Linked DNA regions of Bombyx mori: region 1 is linked to region 2. A link is a contact called in public Hi-C data. All regions are on one chromosome and are shown on one strand. Each heading gives the region's core, a stretch centred on a gene start, on an enhancer-like site or on the middle of the called end of the contact. The rest is flanking DNA. Distances are from core to core; before and after follow the strand shown. Region 1 overlaps LOC101746447 (ATP-binding cassette sub-family G member 8). Region 2 holds the start of LOC101746447 (ATP-binding cassette sub-family G member 8).

What was found. A called contact is a pair of places that touch in the nucleus more often than the background predicts.
Region 1: a contact with region 2 is called in a Hi-C map of whole pupa, with 10 times the contacts expected there. The contact joins the enhancer-like site here to the promoter of LOC101746447 in region 2. A contact is called at or near these places in 2 of 7 Hi-C or Micro-C datasets (both in whole pupa).

What each region holds. Positions count from the first base shown.
Region 1 is chr22:4,026,004-4,030,936 of ASM3026992v2, reverse strand. It overlaps LOC101746447 (ATP-binding cassette sub-family G member 8), which reads right to left. Exons shown (of 18, transcript XM_012695376.4): 15 at 4,361-4,525; 16 at 3,877-3,997; 17 at 2,514-2,797; 18 at 1-1,783. The coding sequence ends at 1,526. Among protein-coding and RNA genes, the nearest start is that of LOC101735668, 12 kb to the left of the region's middle. Within about 2 kb of position 2,961, at least 5 of the 8 cell types and tissues checked have open chromatin away from gene starts, as enhancers often do.
Region 2 is chr22:3,955,934-3,961,606 of ASM3026992v2, reverse strand. It overlaps LOC101746447 (ATP-binding cassette sub-family G member 8), which reads right to left and starts at 1,611. Exons shown (of 18, transcript XM_012695376.4): 1 at 1,363-1,611. It overlaps LOC101735894 (ATP-binding cassette sub-family G member 5), which reads left to right and starts at 2,999. Exons shown (of 13, transcript XM_004931940.4): 1 at 2,999-3,181; 2 at 4,394-4,511; 3 at 5,363-5,547. The coding sequence starts at 3,128.

The sequences.
Region 1 (4,933 bases), core at 1,712-4,211, 68 kb before region 2:
ACAAAAGGATTTTATTATCATAGACATGAATACAAAAAAGTTAAATTAGATAAAGTTTAAACAAAAGGATTTTATTATCATAGACATGAATACAAAACAGATGGCGCGTAACGGAAAAAAGTGACGCGTAACCGAAAAATGTGACGGTAAATTTTTTTCCAACGCCGATAAGGAAGTTTCACTTCAAAAATTATCGTCCTAACTAATATATAAGATACCTCAGACTACTTTTCTATACACAAAGAGGTAGAAAAAGAAAGGTAAAGAAGTATTGAGTAGAGATAGTTTCAAAAACGAAACTTAATGAAGAATGAATATATGCGGGTAGTTTAAAAATTTAAAAAAACAAACACGCTTTAATCCCTTTTTATCCTGATCAGTGTATCAGGTCAAAGTAATTATTGTATCGTCATAGATAATTGAGACGTGGACCAATTTTAAAGCTAATGGGACTTCGTAAGGTTAGTGAAAAATACGTTGAAATATTCGATTATATAAATAGATAGAAATACATCAAGATATTAAAAGCGTGTTAAAGTAATATAGGTACACTAAATCTAATTGTGATAATGTACTTTAATCATAGTTGTATAGTTATCGATGGCTTTACAGAATACCGCCACTGGCATGCCATCAAAGACTTAGGTGTATTTGCGAGCTTACATTAATACAATAAAATAAAATGCATTTCGATAATAACTAATATTAATTGTTTATCGTGATCGCTTACTATTTTGTACATTTTTGTTTTTTATTTTGTCTCTTAACACTTTTATTTTTAATCTAAATGAATTTACGTGATGGAAAAATTATCATAGACAAAGTTTTTTGTAATTTAATATGGTAAGTATTGCAAAATATTACTTTTATGATTCGGAGTTGATTTGTAGGTTTCAATCATATACAAGAAATCGTTTGGAATCGTTCCTTAAACCAAAATGTTTTTTTATTTCTTTTTTAATAGCTAATGTTTTGCATTGCACGCAATGTAACACAATTACGAATCAGATGACGGGCGATCTAACTCACTATTAGTAACCCTGTATATTTAATTTTGCTTGAGTATACGGAGTGTTAGGAGACCGCTTCCGAAAACGAAGACAGACGATAGTACTAATGACACCTTTGATGATGGGACGGAAAAAAAAGATTCTTATTTAAAAAAAAACATATTTTTATAACGTTTTATTAGCATTATTTACGCTCCATAATGTTAGTACAGCTAAATGAAACGATAGTTTCACAAAAAATACATTACTTTACTAAAAAAAAAACCAGCAATGAAACACAAAATCAAAAACAGCTGATGCTCGGATCAACGAACGATAGGGCGCGGCGCAGACTCGCGCGATCGCACAAATACTTATTTACAACATTTTTCTAAACAACTCCATCATCAAAGGTGTCATTAGTACTATCGTCTGTCTTCGTTTTCGGAAACGGTCTCCTAACACCCAGTATATGGCAAATGTTTGATATACAATTTTGCTATTTCGAATGAGCGCTCCTAGCTTAGTAAGTACCCTCATGGAGTGTTAACTGTTACCTTGTGTCCTTTCATACTGTTCCGTTCTTTGCTTCTCCTATAACTGGGGCAGTCGGCGACAAAAGCGATTATCGCAATCAGCGAGAACACCGCGTAGAATACGGTCAGCGCGATCAGGAATCTGTCGTCCGTTTGCTCCCAGAGGTTGTCCGCGCGAAGGTACCCGTAGTTGGAGAGCACCTGAGTTCCATTCGGCGGCGGACACGGCGATTGTACTATTATATCGGGATACGGCCTCTGCAACGTTTTGTTTAAGATTCGTTTAAGACGTACTTCTTTTTTTCCCTACTTATACTAGTAACCTCGAGAGGTTATTCTAGATTCACTGAAATAGTAGGTGAGCTCGCGGGACTCAAACCTGACGTTGCTAACACGAACCCTAGCAAGAGCCGTGCTTTGCAGAATCTACCACCGGATCGGAAACGCGACCCACTGAGAAGATCCGGCGAGAAACTCAGTGAGCTGTGTCTGTGGGTTAAGATGTACGATGTTGGTCTATTTATAAGGCTTGCATGAAGAAGTGGATTCCCGTTACACTCGGCACGGTACTAAAGTAGCTTCGTGTATGCTATGCCCTTACAAGGAGCTATTGAAACTGTACTGATTTGTAAAATGTACAAATGTAAGCTTACTCATACCTGTCACAGTACCTCACGTATTTGTTTGACGCAGCCTCATAATAAAGCAACTGCATTACAGATCAAGTTAATTTGACTAACATTACGTCATACAGGATAGCTTTAATTATGAAGATACTAATTCGTTGTATAGCTGAATCGACAGTGCGGTAAGTATTCTAAATTCTGGATATTATTTTTTTTTTTAAACTACAGCTATAACTTAATAATATTAATCATATAGGTATACTTTTTCATTGCCTTAATGATTATATCTCATCGTCAACAGTGATATCATTGGCACAGCTATATCCTTTTTTTAGGAATTTTGTAAGTAAAAAAAATCTCACCTGTTTATTGGTACATCTGAGATCTTTACTGATGCTGTTCCTCAAAACCGTTTCGCTTAGTTCCCTCCTCAATATCTCCGGTATCGTCCACCTCGACGGAGACACGTATTGCAGCCATTTAACGTAATAAGGCAGATCCGCTTGCTGTATCATCACGCCGTTCACCAAGGTGCCGAGCAGGAGACATACGCCAGCTATCACTGAGGCCGTCTTCTCCATCGGAACCAGGAATATCGTTGCTCGACACACCATTTGGATGTTGATGAAAAATAACACCATGCATCCTAAAATATTGAATAAGGATTATTCGATTTTGTTGACGCGATAAAGTCTTATAATTCGATGAATATCGGTTGCACGTACGAAAAAGTGTCACGTTCCGCCTGAGCCTGAGCGTGCAAGCGATAAAGAGGCAAGATCGGCCGAAGCGTTGGCTTGTGACACATTTATATCTCTTCTCGCTTGACGTCAGAGCTAGCAGTTCGAATAGTTCTGATAATTACGTTATCACGTAAAACTACAGTCCGTAAACCGACTTTAAAGACAACCTATATTTTTAACTAGCTATCGTATCTTTCTGGGTTTATTATAACAGCAAGTTAAATATGAGTACATATTAGCGTACATACAGGGTGCTTAAAAAATTTCAATTCATGAGGGTATCATTCTGTATCAAAGTTAATAAACTCGTGTAATTCTCTGTTTAAACTGAAGATAATATTATAAATTTAAATCACAAAATATATTATTGAACGTATTTTTACGTTTCTATTTAGCGCTTATTGTTTTTATTTATTTATACCGTAGTTCCAAATACTTTGTTTTTCCAAGTTTTGTGGCCACAACAAGTGAGTTGGTCAACTGTAAAAGTAGTTTTAATCAGGTCTATGAATCGTAAGAAAACAGAAAAAAAATACTACTAAAATTAGTGGAAGCGGTTCGGTGAACAATTAAAAAAAAAGGGTTATTACCTCCTGATGTTTTAAACTAAATTTTCTATGACAGCCGCGTATAATACCATGACTTTAAGAAAATATATATCCGAGTTATTCCACGTAAAATGTTTTTTATTATTATTATTTTTTTAGGGAAAAAATACAAATTTTAAGGCTTAATATGTTTATAGGTCCTCAATTATCTTTGCTCCAGTATATTTGCTCTAATTTAATAGAACACCTTTCTGTTTTTTCTGAATTGAACTCAGTTTTTGTCACACCCTGTATGCAATTTGACAACGGCAAAAGTGTTACTATTTTCAATTTTCAATAGTCTATAATTATATATAATATATATGTTATCAAAGACATTTAGTTCACTTCGGTGACTATTATGTAAGAACTCAGAAATTGCATAAGATACAAACCTAAATAGATATAGAAGGCGTCGAAGGCACCTGGTGTGGGTGCATACAGTCCCGACATGGCATAGCTTGGGACCAAGTATGCTAGCCAGGTCAATATCGCTGAAAGTACTTCGATAAATTGCTAGAAAAAAGCAACGATAAAATCTTAAAATACATTTCTGATATTGCAGACTTAAATTGTAGGTATAATCAAATTTTTTTTGTGGCACTTTAGCAACAGAGGTTGTGTAATACGCAACATAGTTGCTAACTGACAGATTAAAATAAAAAAGGATTACTGGTGGTAGGGCGTCTTGTGAGCCCGCGTGAGTAGGTACAACCTCCATTTGGGCTTGAAACCGTTCTACTGTGAAAATCGAGACTTAAAACTCATTTTCTGAAGGTGTCTCTTGTCAAACACCACTACATCCCAGGTGAGTTGTGAACTCGTCGATCCATCTAAGCAATTCTTTTTTTAAATAAACTAATAATAATAAAAACTTACATCGTATAATATAAACACGGTCCTGGAGTAAAGTCCTACAGCGATATCTCTCTCGACGTGCTTCCTCATCGAACTGGCCTCCCTGGCGCCGAGCCACAGCAACACCGGCCAAGCAGACAAACACATCACCGTGTAGTGAAATCCTATTCTGTCGTTCTGTGTTAACTGTCAAGTGTCAAGAAAGTGTCAAATTAACTTTAACCTCAAAACTTTACATTATTACAATACAATTACAATAAATTCAACATGAAATTTTGATTCAACAAATTTTTTTTAAATATTCTTTAAATAGATGATAACATGTTACAAAGTCGTCAATGGCACGCATTCAACTCGGTGCACGTGAAAGAAGTGAAACTTCTTTTGCGGGTGTGTGTAGTGTTATGGTTTTCTTCATTTTTTATCCTTAAATCAAATTTCTCTTGTAATAGGAAATGTTGTGTATAAGAGAAAGGGCCTAGCTGGCTTTGACTTCTCACTCTCGACGGTCGAACGGTTCGCAAGACGCTCAGTCTGTTTTCTCACTCTCGCTCGTCCTAAATTGTATCTTTTCTCTCTAGCCGTAACGAATTT
Region 2 (5,673 bases), core at 362-2,861:
GGCAAAACCTCTGTAAACACACTGTTTATGAAGCTATAATTCTACACAGTATGGATAAGCTTTGCCCACTGAGTTTCTGGCCGGATTTTCTCAGAGGGTCGCGATTCCGATCTGGTGGTAGATTCTGCGAAGCACTACTCTTGGTAGGGCTAATGTTAGGAAATTCTCTCAGGTTGAGCCCGTGAGCTCACCTACTCGCCCGGGAGTAGCTGGAATAGCCTCTTAGGCGAATAGTTAGGGAAAAGATAAACTTTGCTCAGGCGGTGGGCGGTGCGATGATAGAAACGAGACGGCGGGCTAATCTCACACAATTCCTCAGAACGTATTAGGCAAAAGAAACCTAGACTGGAGCATGCGTTTGCTTTTGGGCAAGAATCTTAGTAAATTGGCCACACCAGCCGCTCAGTATATTAAAACACCAACACTATGTTACCTACTGGAGTGGATGCTACTTTCAACTTTTTTTATGATTGAAGGATTACTGGTGGCTTGGACGCCTTTCCAGTTTCACCAGGACAGGTGGGCGAGCAAAGGCTCAGCCATGAGGGGTGGGATTTGCTAACAGCTGCCCGAGCGTCTCCGAAGGAGACTTAACAACTCAAGAGCAACTGCTTCGCAAATGAATCTATTACCGCATCGGAATTACGACCCGCTGAGATGACCTGGCGAGAAACTCCGCGTACTGATGCATGGTTTAGGTTGCACGATGAACCCCTTGCTGAGTTCGACGAGTACGGTTACCGGGGTCCCTAAACCAGCTCCTAGTGTTAGAGCTGAAGGCGTCTAATGCAAGTATTAGATCTGATGGATCCGCAAGGACGTGTCTAGCGCACTACTTTCAATTGATGAGGAGTAATAAGCATCAAAAATACTGTTTGCTTCAAGAGCTTAGTGTTTTGCTGTACAGTATTAACTGTCAGTCATTTTACTCTTCATTCCTCATCAACATTGTGGTTTTTCTTTCCTTCTCATTATACCAGGTCAATAAATCCACAACTATTATTATTACTATAAACGAAAGCTTTATACATTTCTCCTTGTGATTTAAACGAAATGAACAACGCAAACTATTACAATCTACAGTTGGTTTTAAGTCTAAAAAGTTTAGTTACGTTGTAAGGTAGTTTCAAATGCAACAGTTTTCCAGACTTGTAACAACAGTCTAATGAAAAGCTTAACAAATTCTGACCTCCTTTGAACTGGTTGTGACTGGGCTATTATTAGTCATGGTGTTTATAAATCACTTTAAAATGTTAGCTACAATATAATAAATGGTTCGCTTTGTGAATTGTTAAGAGAATAATGTTATCGAAAGAAAAAGTTAATGAAATAACACCTTAGCAATGTCAACATTATACATACCTGTTATGGGCAACGGGACTTTAAATGTAACACAGTTCCAGCGGATCACAAAACACCAAAACCATCTATAATCACTCAGTACACCAACAAACGATGGTACATAGACTTTTAATACAAAATTTGTTTTTCGAATATTCGTTCGTTTTTTTTTTAATTTATTTATTTATCGATTTTAAGTTGAATGATTTATTTTAACGACGATACTACCGACTTGAGGCGGTCGAGCGACTGCCATCGGCTGCGAAGCCTGTGTCGATGACACTGCGCAGATAGTCCATCTCATTCGAACCCCAATGAAACGTTCTAGAGAGAACGAAACAAAATATAATCGGAATGCAAGAACATAAACGCGGTTGTAAACGTGTGGGCGTTTCATATGCATATCAAGCTTTTTGATGCGTTAGAAAGGGACGTAAAATGATTACAGCCTTCTGAGGTTGACTGTGAATATGTAGGCGCACGATGCGTAGAAAATGTGAGGAAAAATTGTTACTTTCTTCATTAAGGAGAAGTCTGTTGTTTTATGTGAGTTTCCATATCAAATATAAGTGACAATTTTTAAAATAAAAACTCCTTAGAACCGTTGCGATTCGATATTCGATGAAGTAACACTGAAAAAGGACAAACGTATACATTTCATTGCTACCGCGTGCGAATTGCATCTTTATTGCTTTGTTCTATGCACTAAATATTTAAATTTAAATATGTTCTATGCACTAAATAAACAAAACACGAGAGCAGTGTTTACTACACCAATGTATTTAATGATTTTATTACATAGTCCAAGGCGGGTTGGTGTTAAACAAGCGACCGGTCGTTAATTCGAAATCCATATGCAGCGGAATAAAAGAACACGCAGCCCCGAACCCACATAATGTGAGATCAGGATAAGAATTAGGAAAAAGAATGAAGATTTTTTTTATTGCATTGATGAATGGACGAGCTCACGGTCCCCCGGATGTTAGTGGTTACCCTAGCCCATAGACATCTACAATGTAAATGCGGCCACCCACCTTGAGACATGAGTTGTGAGGTCTCCCTTTTAACAGTACAACGCAGGCAGGCAGGCAGGGCAGTGGTACCTACCACCAGTGATTACGCAAATTATAATTTTGCGGGTTTGCTGTTTATTACACAATGCTGTTCCTTCACCGTGGAAGTCATTTCTTAAGTACGTATTTCATTGGAAAAATTGGTACCTGTCGGCGGGATTCAAACACTGACGCATCGCTACATACGAATACACCGGACGCCTTATCCTTTAGGCCACGACGACTATCTATGGATATACATACCTATACTGGCATAAATACTGTATACCACCTTTACCTGAGGTTATAATGAGTGATAGTTATGACTTCATTCATCATTTCTCGTGCTTATTCGCTTTATTATTACACAAGTTTCAAAGTTTCTAAAGCTATAGCATTAAATCTTCCCGTTTATGTGTGAATCTTACCCTTAACATATAACAAAATATGTATACGTTATTGCGAACTGACATCTAAATCGTAGGCAGCAGAGTTGAAATTCGTAAAACGATATTAAAACCGAAACTACAGTTATAGAGTTGAAGTTAGTCAGAATACGAACTGGCAACGTCTCGCCCGACATAACGAGCTGAAGTTAACAACAATTCTGTTAGTTCGAAATATATTTAGTAACGTGAAAGTCGTGTCGCATCGTTATGTTTTAATCATTGTTTTTGCCACGGATTCTTGTTTTATTTATTAAAAATTTCTGTTTTAAATTTTTTGTATGAAAAATGATCGGTGGCGATTATACTTTGGAGCTGTGCAACGTTTTCCATTCGGGACAGGTTCGTTTGTAGATATAAAGTTTAATTTAAATGAATAGTGTCGTTTTATTGAGTTAAGTAACGCAGTGTTGTTTTCACTGTGGTTTGTTGTTGTGCGTTTGCAAGCGTTGTTGTCGAAATATTCTGGGTCATCTTTTTCATTTGGGCACTAACTGCAATAGTTGAATTAAGTGGTCGAGGGACCGGTTCGCGATTTTAGAAGATCTCAGGTGCTAGTGATTTTCTAAAGTAGTCTTTATTATTAATTAAATAAGACACCGCTAGCCAAAAAATTAAAGTGACTATTTTCTTACGATCTAGTCAGGATCTAAGAACGAATTAATGATAGTATTCTAATGTATTTGATACGTAAACCAATTTTTTATTTAACCGACCGTCTTGGAGTTTATGAAAATTACGTTAAAAGATTTAGTTGCATACATAGATACTCATTAAGCTTTAAAAAGCGCATTAAAACAGGCCTGTATCGCGTGATGTTAGACATAACATGGACATAACCGTCACAATACTTACGAATCGGTAAAAGCCATTTTCTTTTTGTTTGCTTTGAAGAGGTACATATTTATTAATAATACAGTGCTTTTGATTACTTATCGTTACTACTGATTGATTCCTTGCTTAAAATAATGCTTTAGCGAAATAATTATGTCTTGGGTCACTATTATATTTGACGTTTAAGGTAAAGTGTCCTTGGGAAACTGTCTAAGCTCGTTGATGTCTTTTGTGAGAGGAAGTTCTTCAATCCTTGTATTTTGCCAGGTTAAAGCCCCGTTAGCTCACTTACTCGTTTGGAGGATCTAATGTAAACCTCGAGATTTTTTTTATTGCTTAGATGGTTGGAGCGAGCTCATAGCCCACCTGGTGTTAAGTGGTTACTGGAGCCCACAGACAGCCACAACGTAAATGCGCCACCCACCTTGAGATATAACTTCTACGGTCTCAGAATAGTTACAACGGCTGCCCCACCCTTCAAACCGAAACGCGTTACTGCTTCACGGCAGAAATAGGGGGGGGTGGTGGTACCTACCCGCGCGGACTCACAAGAAGTCCTACCACCAGTAAGGAAATACGCAAGCCCGAAATAAGCGTAGTTGAAATTTTCTAATTTGTATTCGCTGAGGCGCGATGGAGCCAGCCAGACCGCTAACAGCGAATCCATGAAACATCGATTTCTTCGTCTGATTCTTTCGTTAAAAATTAACCGATTCTCAGGTGGAACCAGGCAGCTTCTTCCAACGTCTCACTGGAGGCGTGAAGACAGGAGTGATCCTTAAAGATGTATCCTTCACGACACACAGCGGCGAAGTCACGGCCATACTGGGATCTAAAGGTTAGTGACGTAACTTCAGTTGTACTTCATAAAATTGTATAGTTGTTATTTCTAAGTACCCTCGATAAAAATAAGAGTTTAATAAAAGAAATAATCTATACTAATATTATAAAGCTGAAGAGTGTTTGTTTGAACGCACTAATCTCAGGAACTACTGGTCCGATTTGAGAAATTCTTTCAGGGTTAGATAGCCCATTTATCGAGAAAGGCTATAGGTTATAGGCTATAGGATATAACATCACGCTAAGACCAATACAAGCGGAGCACCAATAAAGATGTTTCAAAATCGGGATTATTTTTCCCTTTTGTGAGCTTCCGCTGCGTGCGCTGTAAAAACTGTTAAAGTTTCGTTAAAATAATGTATGATAGAATTGTTTCCCTTAAAAGATCTAAAAAAAAAAGTCCGCGACACCATATGTCTATATGTTAAGGTTGGCTCACTATAACGTTTTTTATGCTAACCAAATTTGTTCTAAAATAAAGCATTATTTATGAATTATTCCACGCGGACGAATAGTCGCGGGCAAAAGCTAGTTTTACTATAAAATAAAATAAAAATTGCATAAGGTGGTTTAATATCATCATAATACACAGTAGACACTTCTTGCCTTTATCCCCCTATTTGGAGTCGGCGATGCATGTCCTCTTTCTCCATTCGGGCCTATCATACGTCATCTCTCGACTCTCACCCTTCCCTCGCATATCTTATGTTTTTTTTATTGCCCTTACCGTAGCCTATCCACCTCAGCAATGCCAGGGGCAGAGCCAAGCCGCTGCCTACCGTCACACTGTCGATTCAAATATTCTTAGGAGGCCCGCTTCTCTCCTCCTAATTGTTGATCTATACACAGGTAGCGGTAAACGCGCCCTCCTAGACGTGATAGCTCGTCGCGTGCCGTCAAAAGGCCACGTGCTACTCGAAGGCGTACCCTTAGAAGAGGAACAGTTCAACATCAACTGCGCTTTGGTTCGACACTCGACAAGACTGCTGCCAGGACTGAGCGTTCAGCAGACATTGGCCTTATCACTTACTAAGGTAAGTCCTCCTACATTGGTCGTGGCCACTCCTAACTTTTGTTCTCACGATTTGTTCTTACTGGTGGTAGGACCTCTTGTGAGTCCGCGTGGGTGGGTACCACCACCCTGCCTATTTCTGCCGTGA